2 separate regions of the Sus scrofa genome follow, and region 1 is linked to region 2. The links are chromatin contacts, called in public Hi-C maps. All regions are on one chromosome and are shown on one strand. Each heading gives the region's core, a stretch centred on a gene start, on an enhancer-like site or on the middle of the called end of the contact. The rest is flanking DNA. Distances are from core to core; before and after follow the strand shown. Region 1 holds the start of WNT9A (protein Wnt-9a). Region 2 has its middle 25 kb from the start of PRSS38.

Evidence for each region. A called contact is a pair of places that touch in the nucleus more often than the background predicts.
Region 1: a contact with region 2 is called in a Hi-C map of omental adipose tissue, with 1.4 times the contacts expected there. The contact joins the promoter of WNT9A here to the enhancer-like site in region 2. A contact is called at or near these places in 2 of 5 promoter capture datasets (fetal liver and fetal skeletal muscle), 2 of 47 Hi-C or Micro-C datasets (omental adipose tissue and skeletal muscle) and 1 of 2 datasets of contacts at active chromatin or transcription factors (skeletal muscle).

Annotation. Positions count from the first base shown.
Region 1 is chr2:51,126,054-51,131,270 of Sscrofa11.1, reverse strand. WNT9A (protein Wnt-9a) reads left to right here and starts at 2,925. Exons shown (of 4, transcript XM_003123611.5): 1 at 2,925-3,107. The coding sequence starts at 3,013.
Region 2 is chr2:50,944,450-50,949,976 of Sscrofa11.1, reverse strand. No RefSeq gene overlaps it. Among named protein-coding and RNA genes, the nearest start is that of PRSS38, 25 kb to the left of the region's middle. Within about 2 kb of position 2,451, at least 10 of the 83 cell types and tissues checked have an H3K27ac peak or open chromatin away from gene starts, as enhancers often do. A contact at or near this core is called in omental adipose tissue, where this site is marked.

The DNA.
Region 1 (5,217 bases), core at 1,676-4,175, 180 kb before region 2:
CTATAAGGTGGCTTAACATGAGATGTTTGCCCTTCTAGCTTGCTTTGTGTCTTTGGTGGGCTAATTTGCTGAGTTCTCTGGGCCTCAGTTTATCATCCATGGTCAACTGAGGCAGATGCTGGTCTGTCAATGGCTGTTCCATGTTAATTTACCTTTCTTCCCCACCCTGGGCACACACAGAGAGGCCAGGTTGATGTGGGATGGCCAGGTGTTGTGGGTGACCAGAATCTACAAAGGTGGCCAGGGCTTGATATAGATAAGGCAGGGGTTGTGGGCACAGAGGTGGGAAGCATCTGGCCCATCTGGGGAAGTACAGACTGCATGTATGCCTCTGGGTATGAAAGCAGGAGGGCCACTTTGCCTCTCCCCTGCAGTTTAGGAAGGCCCACCAGTGGCCATGGGGGAGGTGGGATTGCAGGCAGGGGTGTGGTGAGGCAGTCAGACCTGATGGGGAGATGTGTTGTCTAGGAGATGGAGCCTGTGACCTTAGGTCCAGCTGGGGTGGGGGTAGCTGGTAGCTGGGAGCATCATCTCAGTTGCTGCCCTAGATGCAAGGGGCAGGGACAGCCCCTCCTAGGCCCCCAGATACTCCAATGTCACCCTGCACCAGGCACTCCCCCCCCCCAACTCCCATGCTGCATGGCCCACCAAAAGCTGGTCCCTAAAGGCCTTGGTCCTCACTGTCTAGACTGAATGGGTCTCTCAGAATCCCTCCCCTCCTGATACCTGGGGGAGGCTCAGCACTCAAAAACGTGCTATAGAGCTGCTTAGGCTGGCTAAGTGAGCCCCCCAAGCTGCTATGAGCTGACAACTCCTGATGAAAGCAGAACCCCAGCCATCCTTCACGTTCCCCAGATGGCGCTCACCTTTCCAGCTCCCTTTGTGCCACCTGTAGCCCAGCCAGTCACAGGCTGGAACCTGAGCTGGCCACCTCTTTCTTTGGGACTTGCTGGGTGGCCAGACAAGAAACCTCTACTCCCCATGGAAGTGAGCCCTCTAAGGCTTGCAGTGCCTTCCAAACACATATTTACAATCTCACACTTCATTTTTCTTGGACACAATCTCTGTGCCTATAAACACGTCATCACTCACACCTCCTCACCCCATGCCTCATACTTCCCGGGTGTAAGAGCCATGTCTTCAGGTGGAGGCCCTGATAGTGTGCTGAGGCCTTTGGAGGTGGGGATGACAGGGTGTCCCCAAGCTCTGCAGCCTGGGTGGGCTGAAGCTGCTTTGGTTGGTGTTCTCTTTTGCCATGCCAGCCCTGTTGGTGAGATGGCTGAGTGTGGTATGAGCAGATGAGGGCATCAGATATCCCCCTCCCAGAGAAGGAATCCCTGGAGTAGGAAATGACGTGAGGCTGGTCACACCCACAGAGAGGCAGAACGATGGGTGGAGGTTTCCACAGTGTGACACCACAACTTAGAAAAAGACATGGCTCCCTGGAGTTGGATGGGTCACAGATGGGAACACTGAGGCCCAGAGAGGAAGTGATTTGCTTAGTCCCCATCTCCTTCCCACCCTCTTCTCACCCAGTCAAGCACCAAAAATTCCCCAGGCAGGATGAGGTATGTCCACCAGGATGGCCTTCTAAGAGGGGCGTCCTGCTTCACATGTCTTTGTCAGGTATATTTTTTGTCCTTTTGTTTTGCCTCAGAGCACTGCCCTGAGATAGGTCACCAGGTGGTAGATCCTCAGAGACCACTAGCCCAGCCTTTGAAGGTGCTCAGGCCCCCAGACCCTGGGTCACTGTGGCGGGAAACAGAACTCTGACTTCAGGTGTCTGATATACAGCTGGACTCTCCCTCTCAGGCTCCTCCCTTCCCACACCTCTGGCAGCACTGGCCATGGAAGTGAAAGCTAGTCGTCTGAAGGCTAGCATTTAGGGGACTCCTACCCCACAGCCTGTACCCTACAGCGGTGCTCTTCTCCGTGGTTTGTGGCTGTTGACATGGAGAACCCCTGGCCCAGGGGCTTCTAAGCGTTCTCCTTGATCCCATCCTCTATCTGGTAATTTGTCTTATCTGTTTTAATTACAGCTTGGGGCTTTGCCTTGCTTCAGCTGTGGCTCTGCGTTCTCTGTGTGCCCAGCGGCTCATCTTGCCTCTACCGGCAGCCTTCGTCCAGTTCTCACAGTTTCTGAGACAGAGGTCGCCCCAGGATCAGCGCGGGCAGTGATCTCAGCCTCTAGTTCACCTCTCTCAATTTAAATGTAGGGAGACAGCTCCCAAAAGGTCGAGTGACTCGACCTGCCTGCACCATCCCTAGTCAGGTTGTCTCACTCTCAGGCCTACAAACCAGGGAGCAGCGCTCCTCTGGCCTCCCTTTTTAAAAGTCATGCTTCGCAAAGTGCAGGGGCATCACCTGCTGGCTAGTCTCCTCTTTCAGGAAAACTCCCCCTTCTTGAAAACTCCCTCCGGAGCGCTCCAGCTCTGGGCTGACACCCGAGTCCCCTGCGGCACCACCCCCTGGCTTCCCAGCCAAGAGCTCCGCCCTGGCCCCGCCTCGGGCCACACCCCGCCACCTCTGCGGCCCCAGGTTCCCCCATCCCCAGATCCCCTAACGCTCCCACCCCTTGCTCCCACTCCAACGGCTGTACAAGGACCGCCCCGCCCTCTAGCCCCAGGCCACCAATGCTCCGCCTCGGCTCCGCCCCCACGGCCGCGCCGGGGGCTTGTTCCCTTCCCCCGGCCCTCACCGCGCTCCGGCCCCTCCCGCCTCTTCCGGCCGACCGGGTTCCCACCCGCCTCCTCGCGTGCCTTCCTCCCCACGCGCGGGGCGCGGCCGGAGACCCGAGTGGCCGGGTTGCAACAAGGCTGGGCGGTGCACTGGCTCGGGTTTCGGCCCGCCCCCGGCGCCGGCGTGACTCCTCCCCGGGCGCGGGCGGGGCCGGGCCAGCTGGCCGGCGCCCCGCCCCCGGCCTGGCGCTCCGGGCGCTATAAGAGGGCGGCGGCCGCGGGGCGCCCTGCGCGGGGCCGGGAGCGCGATGGTCAGCCGCCGCGGCGCGGCAAGATGCTGGATGGGCCCCTGCTGGCGCGCTGGCTGGCCGCGGCCTTCGCGCTGACTCTGCTGCTTGCCGCGCTGCGCCCCTCGGCCGCCTACTTCGGGTAGGTGCCTCGGCGGCCCGGCGGGCGGGGCAGGGCGGGCGGGCCCGGCCGGAGGCCGGCGGGACGCGAGGGCGGGGGCGACCCAGGTGCGTGGGGCGCGGTGCCCAGCCTAGTGAGGGCCGTCGGGTTGCCTGGAGCGGTTTGTTTGCGACGCTCGCGTCGCCGGATCCCGAGTCGGTGTCCCTTTGGCGCGGCGTGAGGAAAGGGGCTGGCGTACCCGACGGGCTGGCGCGAGGCCCCGGTCCTCCGTGACCCCGGAGCCGTAATCACTGGGGCCGCGCCCGCGACCGTGCGCGGGGCTCCCTGGAGCTCTGAGACCAACCTTTGGTCCCCGCTCTCTTAGGCCGGGATTTCTTGCCAAAAGTCTGGAGCCTCCCCGGCCCCTGCACACCTCCCCCCCCCTTGCAGTTTCCCCCTCCTTTCTCTCATCGAGAAGTTAATTTAACAACAACAAAAAAATACGTACAAAATCCAGATGTTCCTTGCACTGAGCCCCAAAGGGGGGAAAAAAACTACAGTCTGGAGGAATTTTATTTTTCTTGCGCTTTTCTTCTGACGCTTGTTCGGGCCCGGCCTGAGGGAGCGCGTCTGTGGGACCCTGTCCAGTGCACAGGGGCCAGCTGGGCTGTGAATGCTGCCTCCCGGCCGTCTCCAGGGTCGCTGCCACATGTGCTTCTCCAAAGCAGCAGTTTGCGTGGTTTTGGCGTGTCTCTCTTCGACGTTCCTTCCTGCCCTTCCTCATTCCTCCCTCCTAGTTCTTGGATGTCCAGCCGGGCAAGCATTGGGGACTCTTTCTGTGTTCAGGTCTGGGTGGCATCTTGCGGGCAGCCATATGGTTCTCCTCAGACTACTCACCTTCTGCTCCCTCACCACTCCTGCTTAGCTCCTGTCCTGTGTGCCCTGCGGCCGCTCCCGGGCTGTCGTCCTCCTCCCGTTGTCACCTGTTCTCTCTCCTCTGGCCCGGGCGCCGCCGCGCAGCGGCCTGGCCAGCAGAGGGCCCCGTTGGTCCAGAAATGTGCCACTGATAGGGTGGGGAGAGGCCGACTGGGCGAGGAGCCCTGCAGGTGTATCCTGTTCTCAAAGAAAATAAAATATTTTCATGGGAAACTTTCCCTTTGTGTTTTTCTCCCCCACCTTCTCCTGTTCCTTTCTCCTGAGTTGTCTTCCAGGGTCAGCTCCCTGTCTCCTTCTCCTGGAGACCCCACCCCTCAGCCAGGGCTGTGGCTTTGGGTTTGGCCCGCCTGGGGCCCAGGCCATGTAGAGGCTGGCACGCCCCTGCATGCCATCTGTGCAGCCTTTGCCTCACCCTCTCGGGCACAGGGAGGGTCAGAGGATGGCTGTCTGGCTGCAGGTCCACGGTGAGTCACGATGGCCTGTCAGCCAGCTGTGCCTTCTCGCTTTCCCGGCCCAGCCATGGGTCTGCTCACCAGGCTTCAGACACACCCTGGGCTTGTCTGCGCCACACTGTGCTTTGGTTGGAGTCTCCTTGCTGCTGGCTTTCCTTCTGGGGAAGATCAGATCCACAGGGTGGCAGTCCAGGTCCTGGCTCCCACCCCCATCCCCACCCCCACAGCATCCTTCTCTTTCTCCATGCTTTCTCTGTGCTTTGTACCTCCAGGAAAGTCTGTTTAGCTCCCTTGAAGGGAATAAGTCCCTTCCTACAGTGGATGTATGGCAAGTAGGGAGGGCTTAGAGCCCCTGTGTCTCCTCTGGCCAGCCCCTTTGACCCTACTCTTTGACCCCAAAATCCCCATCAAGTGAGGCTTCTCAAGTCCTGCCCCATGGGTAGCATAGGAAGCAGTTGTGCTGCCCTGGGGACAGCTGGCTCTGCTGGGGGTATCCCCTCACCCCTGCCCCCTGCACTAGACTGCTAGAGAGACAGGACTCAACTTGGTGGAATGGAGGTCCTGGAGAGGGACAGACTCTGTTCCAGCCAAAAAGGCAGAGGAGGGAAGGGGCCTGGTCCTGGAGGAGTCTGCTCCTGGTGTGCTCTGCAGGATAGCACAGGCATGGAGGCCCCGCCTCTGGCTAGTAGTGACCAGATGAACTTGGGTTTGGGGCCCTTTCTCCTGGCCCAGTAAAGGGGCAGGAGCCAGGGGGGAGGTGGGGA
Region 2 (5,527 bases), core at 1,202-3,701:
TATTGCATATTATTGTATTTGCATGTTATTTTTTTTTAAAGAGATTTGCCATTCTAGCTCAAGTCAGCACTCTGGTTTTTACCTGGTTTGGGACTGCATGCCATCTAAGAATGGTTTTATGTTTTTAAATGAATGAAAAGAAATGTAGACTATCATGATGTGAAAGTTATATGAAATTAAAATTTCAGTGTGTATTAATAAGTTTTTTATCGAAACTTATTCAGACTCAATCATTTATGGATAATCTTGGCTGCTTTTCTGAGACAGTCCTGGAAGTGAGGATTATGACTGTAGGGCCCAGGTCTCTGGCCCTTCAGAGAAAAGATTTGCTAACCCCTGACACAGCTTTTGAAAATCATGGGAATTCACTCTTGCTTGTGAGGTGGGTCCTGGTGAAAAGGCTGTTCCTTCCACCCCTCCTGTTCCCCTCATCTGTCTCCCATAGGCCTCTCCTTCTACCCCCTTGTCCTCTCTTTCCCTCCCCACTAACGATTCCCCACAGATCTACTTCCCCCCAAGTTCTCCTCCTGTATCCTTTATATTCTTGGCCACATTCCTGGCATGCTTCACATTGCCTTGTCACCCTGGGGCTGTCCTCCCAGAGGTCTGCTCCTTCCAGTGCCATGACCCAACATGTGCCTATGGGCTGTCCCCCACAGGCCCTCTCTTTCTACCTTCATGTCCCCTCCTGTATACCTGATTGTCCTCAACAGGCCTACTCCTTTCATCCTCTGTGTTCCCTCCTCTCCTACCCACTTGTCCTCCACAGACCTGCTCCTTCCACCCCAGGGTGTCCCCTACTAGTACTTCCTATACCTGTGTTTGCCTTTTTCCATGTTCATCTTGGCCTGGGAGTCCCCTGTGGCCCCACAGACTATCCTGACTGCTTGTTCCTTTTCATAGGCCTGAATGAAGAGGCCAAACTGTTTCTACAGAATCACTCTGGCCTCCAGCTGAAATGGATGATGCTCCTAAGTAGGAGGACTCGGGCCATCCTCAGGAACCTGCCCTATGGGAACTTTATCTGCCCCCAGGCCTGCATTCTGCAGGTAAGCCTCTCCAAGGAGCCATTCTGAAGATTCATGGACCTCAGTCAGGGTCAGTGGGGTGGATGAGCTGAAAGTTGGGATCGGATCAGGCTGTTTCTGATGCCTTGGAGTTTCTATCCAAGGACAGTGTAGCAGGAAAATGTCAGGAATAGTACTAGGATCCTACCTGAGGACCAGCCCACCCACAGTGTCCCCTACTCACCCTTCACCTCCATGGACTCCATGCCAGACCCACCCAGGATACACCTAGGAAGCCAGGAAGGAGAGGCCTGGCCCTGCAACAGGCACAGAGTGTCTGTAAGTTGCCATGGAGTCCTGGCATTAGTCCCAGGTGTGGTCATCATTGCCCCTCAGGCCTGTTGTAGTTCTGATCCATGCCTTCCCTGCTCAGAGCCTGGACCCAGAGGCTGGGCCAAGTAGCTTCCACCTGCCTGAAGCCCTAGCCAGGCCTAAACCCAGCCATGGGCAGTGTCACTATTCCTCTCATTCCACTCCATCTCCCATCCTTGTCCCCAGCCCTTTCTAGGAGGGCTCAAGCCCCACTGAGCTATAACTCCATTATCACCCAGGTCTCTGACTCCTGTCCTGGCTCCTGTGGCCCTCCAGGCACCTGTGTGAGACCCCATTTATTTCCAGCCAAGGCACCTAGGAGGCCCATAAAATCATGAAAAATGAAACATTTGTTGTCCTAAGCTACCAAGTTTGGAAATGGCTTATTATGAAGCAAAAACTAACTTATACATAATAAGAGGTAGTAAGAGCGGGATTTGAAGGAATATAGGGCTAAAGTTCTGTAGTAGGGTAAGATTGGGCAACTGGGATAAACCTGGATTCTCTTACTGCCAGTGGTTACACTCCCCACACCATGGCTAGCATCCTTCTCCAAAACAACCTAAACTGATGAAACTGTGAATTATTTCCACTGTAGAAGGACCTGGTGTGGGAAGAAATGCTCCTCACTCCTGAGTCCCCTGGCCTGAGGGAAAGCTGTGACTGTTATAAAGGGAAAGGAAGCAAAGGAGTATAAGCCAGAACATCCAGGTCTCTCTCTGGGTGCATGGAGACCAGACTGGCAGGTTCTGGGCAAGGTGGAAGGCACACAGGAGCTAGGTCAACCCTGTTGGGGAGCTTTGTCTGGGCCCAAGGACAGTCCTCCTGGGCAGTGAATTCAAGAAGAAGCCATTTAGAGGCCTGGTCCAAGGATCCCCAGCTGTAGTCTGTGTGGAGGAGCCCTGGACATAGGTCTGTGGTGGCCCACTTTCCTGGGCCTCAGTTTCCCAGCTGTAAAAGGAGGGCTAAACTAAGTTTTCCCTGGGTGATGACTTGAGCAGGGAGTATGTGGCCTGTGCTCCTCCCAGACAGAGCTTCCCCCACCCACAGCTGGTTCCCATTAGAGCAGGGCTCAGATCCCACTGGTTAAGTGAACTTGTCAGGCAAATGAGGAAACCTGATCCTTCACTCATTCCACATTCCAGCCCTGAGAGCAGGCGGAGCAGCATGTTCCTGTCTCTTTAACCCTGCCCTCCTGGACATTTATTCTCAACCATCTCCAGAGGGCAGGCAGAGATTCCAAGGAAGAGGATCCCTGGATGTGGCCCATTCCAGCAAGAGAGCTATTTGGAGAGCCCCATTCTCATGGCCTAGCTTCTGGGGCCACTGGCTTTTGGCTGGAATCCTGTTGACCTAAAACAAATAGACTGTCAGTTATTTACCCAGCAAAGATCAGTTTATTCAGGATCAGCAGAGAATTGAAATTCAGCGTCTGCAACCATGGTAAGCCACGTGAAAGTTCCTGCACAGCAAGGGAAGGAGAACTCTTCTGTAGAGAGGAAAAGAAAGTTGGGAGGGCTCTAGTAAACAAGGAATCTATGGCTTTTCATTGGCTGAATCTTTTCCAGAAAAGAAAGTATACAGATTGGAAACTTATTGAGGTCACATTTGAGTGAAAAGGAGGAGTAGGAGGGAGCACTCTTAGGTACTTTTTAATATAAAGTCCATATGTTATCAAGATTGTAGATATTAGAGGAGTTCCCTGGTGGCCCACTGCTGTGGTTCAGGTATTGTTACTGCTGTGGTTCAGATATTGTCACCGCTGTGGTTCAGGTTTGATCTCTGGCCCAGGAACTTCCACATGCCACAGGCACTTGAGATCATCTGAAGCATTATGCCACCATCAGAGGATTGACAACGGACTTCTAACAGACCTGGTCTGGATATCTTGGGAAAGCTGTCTCATAAAATGTCATCTGCTTCAATTCCAGAAAATCTTTACTTTCAGGTCACCAGATGATGTGCAGTTCTAATCAGGGTTTGATGCTTTCTTTAGGTGTGTCATATGAGTCCAAGAATCTTCCCTGGAGTTTGATGGCATAAGAGTTGGTTTAGAAGTACCTGATAGGGCCTAAAAAGTGGTATTGAAGATAGTCTTTCTGGAGTTGTATTTTCTAACAGAAAAAGTCTCCAGTTTTCAAGTATGCTGCTTAAGGTCTTCATCTCTTGAGAATGCACTGTGAAAATATTATTCTACCAAAACATGGTTATTGTAAATAGAAGAGATTAGGTCTTTGCAAAATTGGAGTATCTTTCTTTTTATCAGCAGTGGGTAAAAGAAAGTGGGAGGCAAGTACATTGAGCATCCTGTGACTATCTAAATGGGTGAGAGTTTATGAGTTCCAAAAAGAGTGGATCTGGGATTTTAAAGGATGAACAGCAATGCCTTTGGTCAAAGTATTATGAGAGCCTCTATAAATTTTGCCAGTTGAATCTTAATAATGCTATTAGTGAATTTTATTAAACCAGAGTGTTGAAGGTGATAAGTGCAGTAAAAAGTTTTAAAACCAGCCAACAGGTACAGCTCTGTAAAAGTACCTGGACAGTAAAACGAGTCCCTTGATCACTGCGAATTTGAGAGGAGTTCCCCAGGTACAGACAGTTTTTTTCCAAAAGGGCTTTAGCTACAAAAGAGGGAAGGCTTCAGTTCCGTGTGAAAATACACAGACCACAACTAAAATGTATTTACATCCACTAGACAGAGAAAGTTGTGTGAAACCTATTTGCCAGGGCTCAAATGGTCCATTAGACAATTTAAAATATCCAGGAGCAATGCAAACAGGCTTCCTTGGAGTAGATTTTGGACAAATGGAGCAAGTTAAGTAGGCAATTTTGCAGTCTTATTAATGTTTTCCCACCATCATTGATCACGAAAGCTATCATTTTGTCAGTGGACCAATGCATTCATGTACAGTGTATCCATGTACAGTGGTGAGGAGTGGGGATTTTAGAATTTCCACTAGGATTGGGATGTATTTGCTCTCAACCACAGCTTTCTTTTTATTGAACCAACAATTGTTGGATTTCCAATCTTGTTTTTCCTTTTCTGAAGCCAGTTTTTCAGCTTCTTTAGCCAGTTTTTCTAAGCTATCATTTGGGGGAAATATTCCTTTGGACCATGACAGAGGTTGGTTTCTTTAAAGACAATATTCCTTGCAGAAATGTCAACAAGGTGATTTCCCTTAGCTTCCAGAAAGTCACGTTTAGAATGCCCCAGAATCTTAATAATAACTAAAGCATCAGGTAAAATGTTTTATCTAATAATTTCTGAACATAGGGGCCATTTTAATTTTTACTTTTTCTAGAAGTAAGGAAGCCACATTGCTTCCACAATATCCCCAAATCATGGGCTGTTCTGAAAACATCTACTATCAGCATAAATATTGGCAGTTTTGTCCTTGGCTAAAGTACAAGCCCATGTAAGAGTATGTTGGGCTGAAGTAGTCATAGATAAAGATGTTGCCTCAACAACACCAAGAGGAGTTGCAATAGCATATCCAGCACAATATTTACCATTGTCAGCTTTTAAATAAGAATCATCAGTGAACCATGAAATTCAGGACTACCCAGAGTAGGTTCAAGTAAATTATCACAAGGAGTCAGGAGGTGGTCCATCAGCATTAAGCAGTTGTGGGGGACTTCATCAGTGATGGAAGGGAGAGGAGTAGCAGGGTTAAAATTACTATGATGTAAAAGCAATACATGAGGATCAGTTAACAAAAGGACTTCAAAGGGGGGGGCAGCTGACTGAGAAATAGTGAGTATGGTGAGAATTCAGGAGGGCTTCAATTGTATGAGGTACAAAAATGATTAAAGATTTTCTCCTGTGGCCTTAACCAAAAGGGCAGTGACAGTAATGGCTCTAAGGCAAAGAGGGTTATCTCCATGCCACAGACTCTAGATTCTAGCTACAGTACTCTGTGTGTTGATGGTGGTCCCCTTGTTTGGGGGTGAGTACTCCAAGGGCATTCCTTTCCTTTTTACATACAAAAAGGAAAAAGAGAATCTGATAATTGTGGTGCCCAAGGGCAGATGGGTTCATCAAACTCTCCTTTAAGGACTTAAAACTTATATTGTTTGATCCTTCCCATAAAATTGGGTTGGAGTCGTTATCATTTAGTCAAAAATACAGAGGTTTGGCCTTAAGA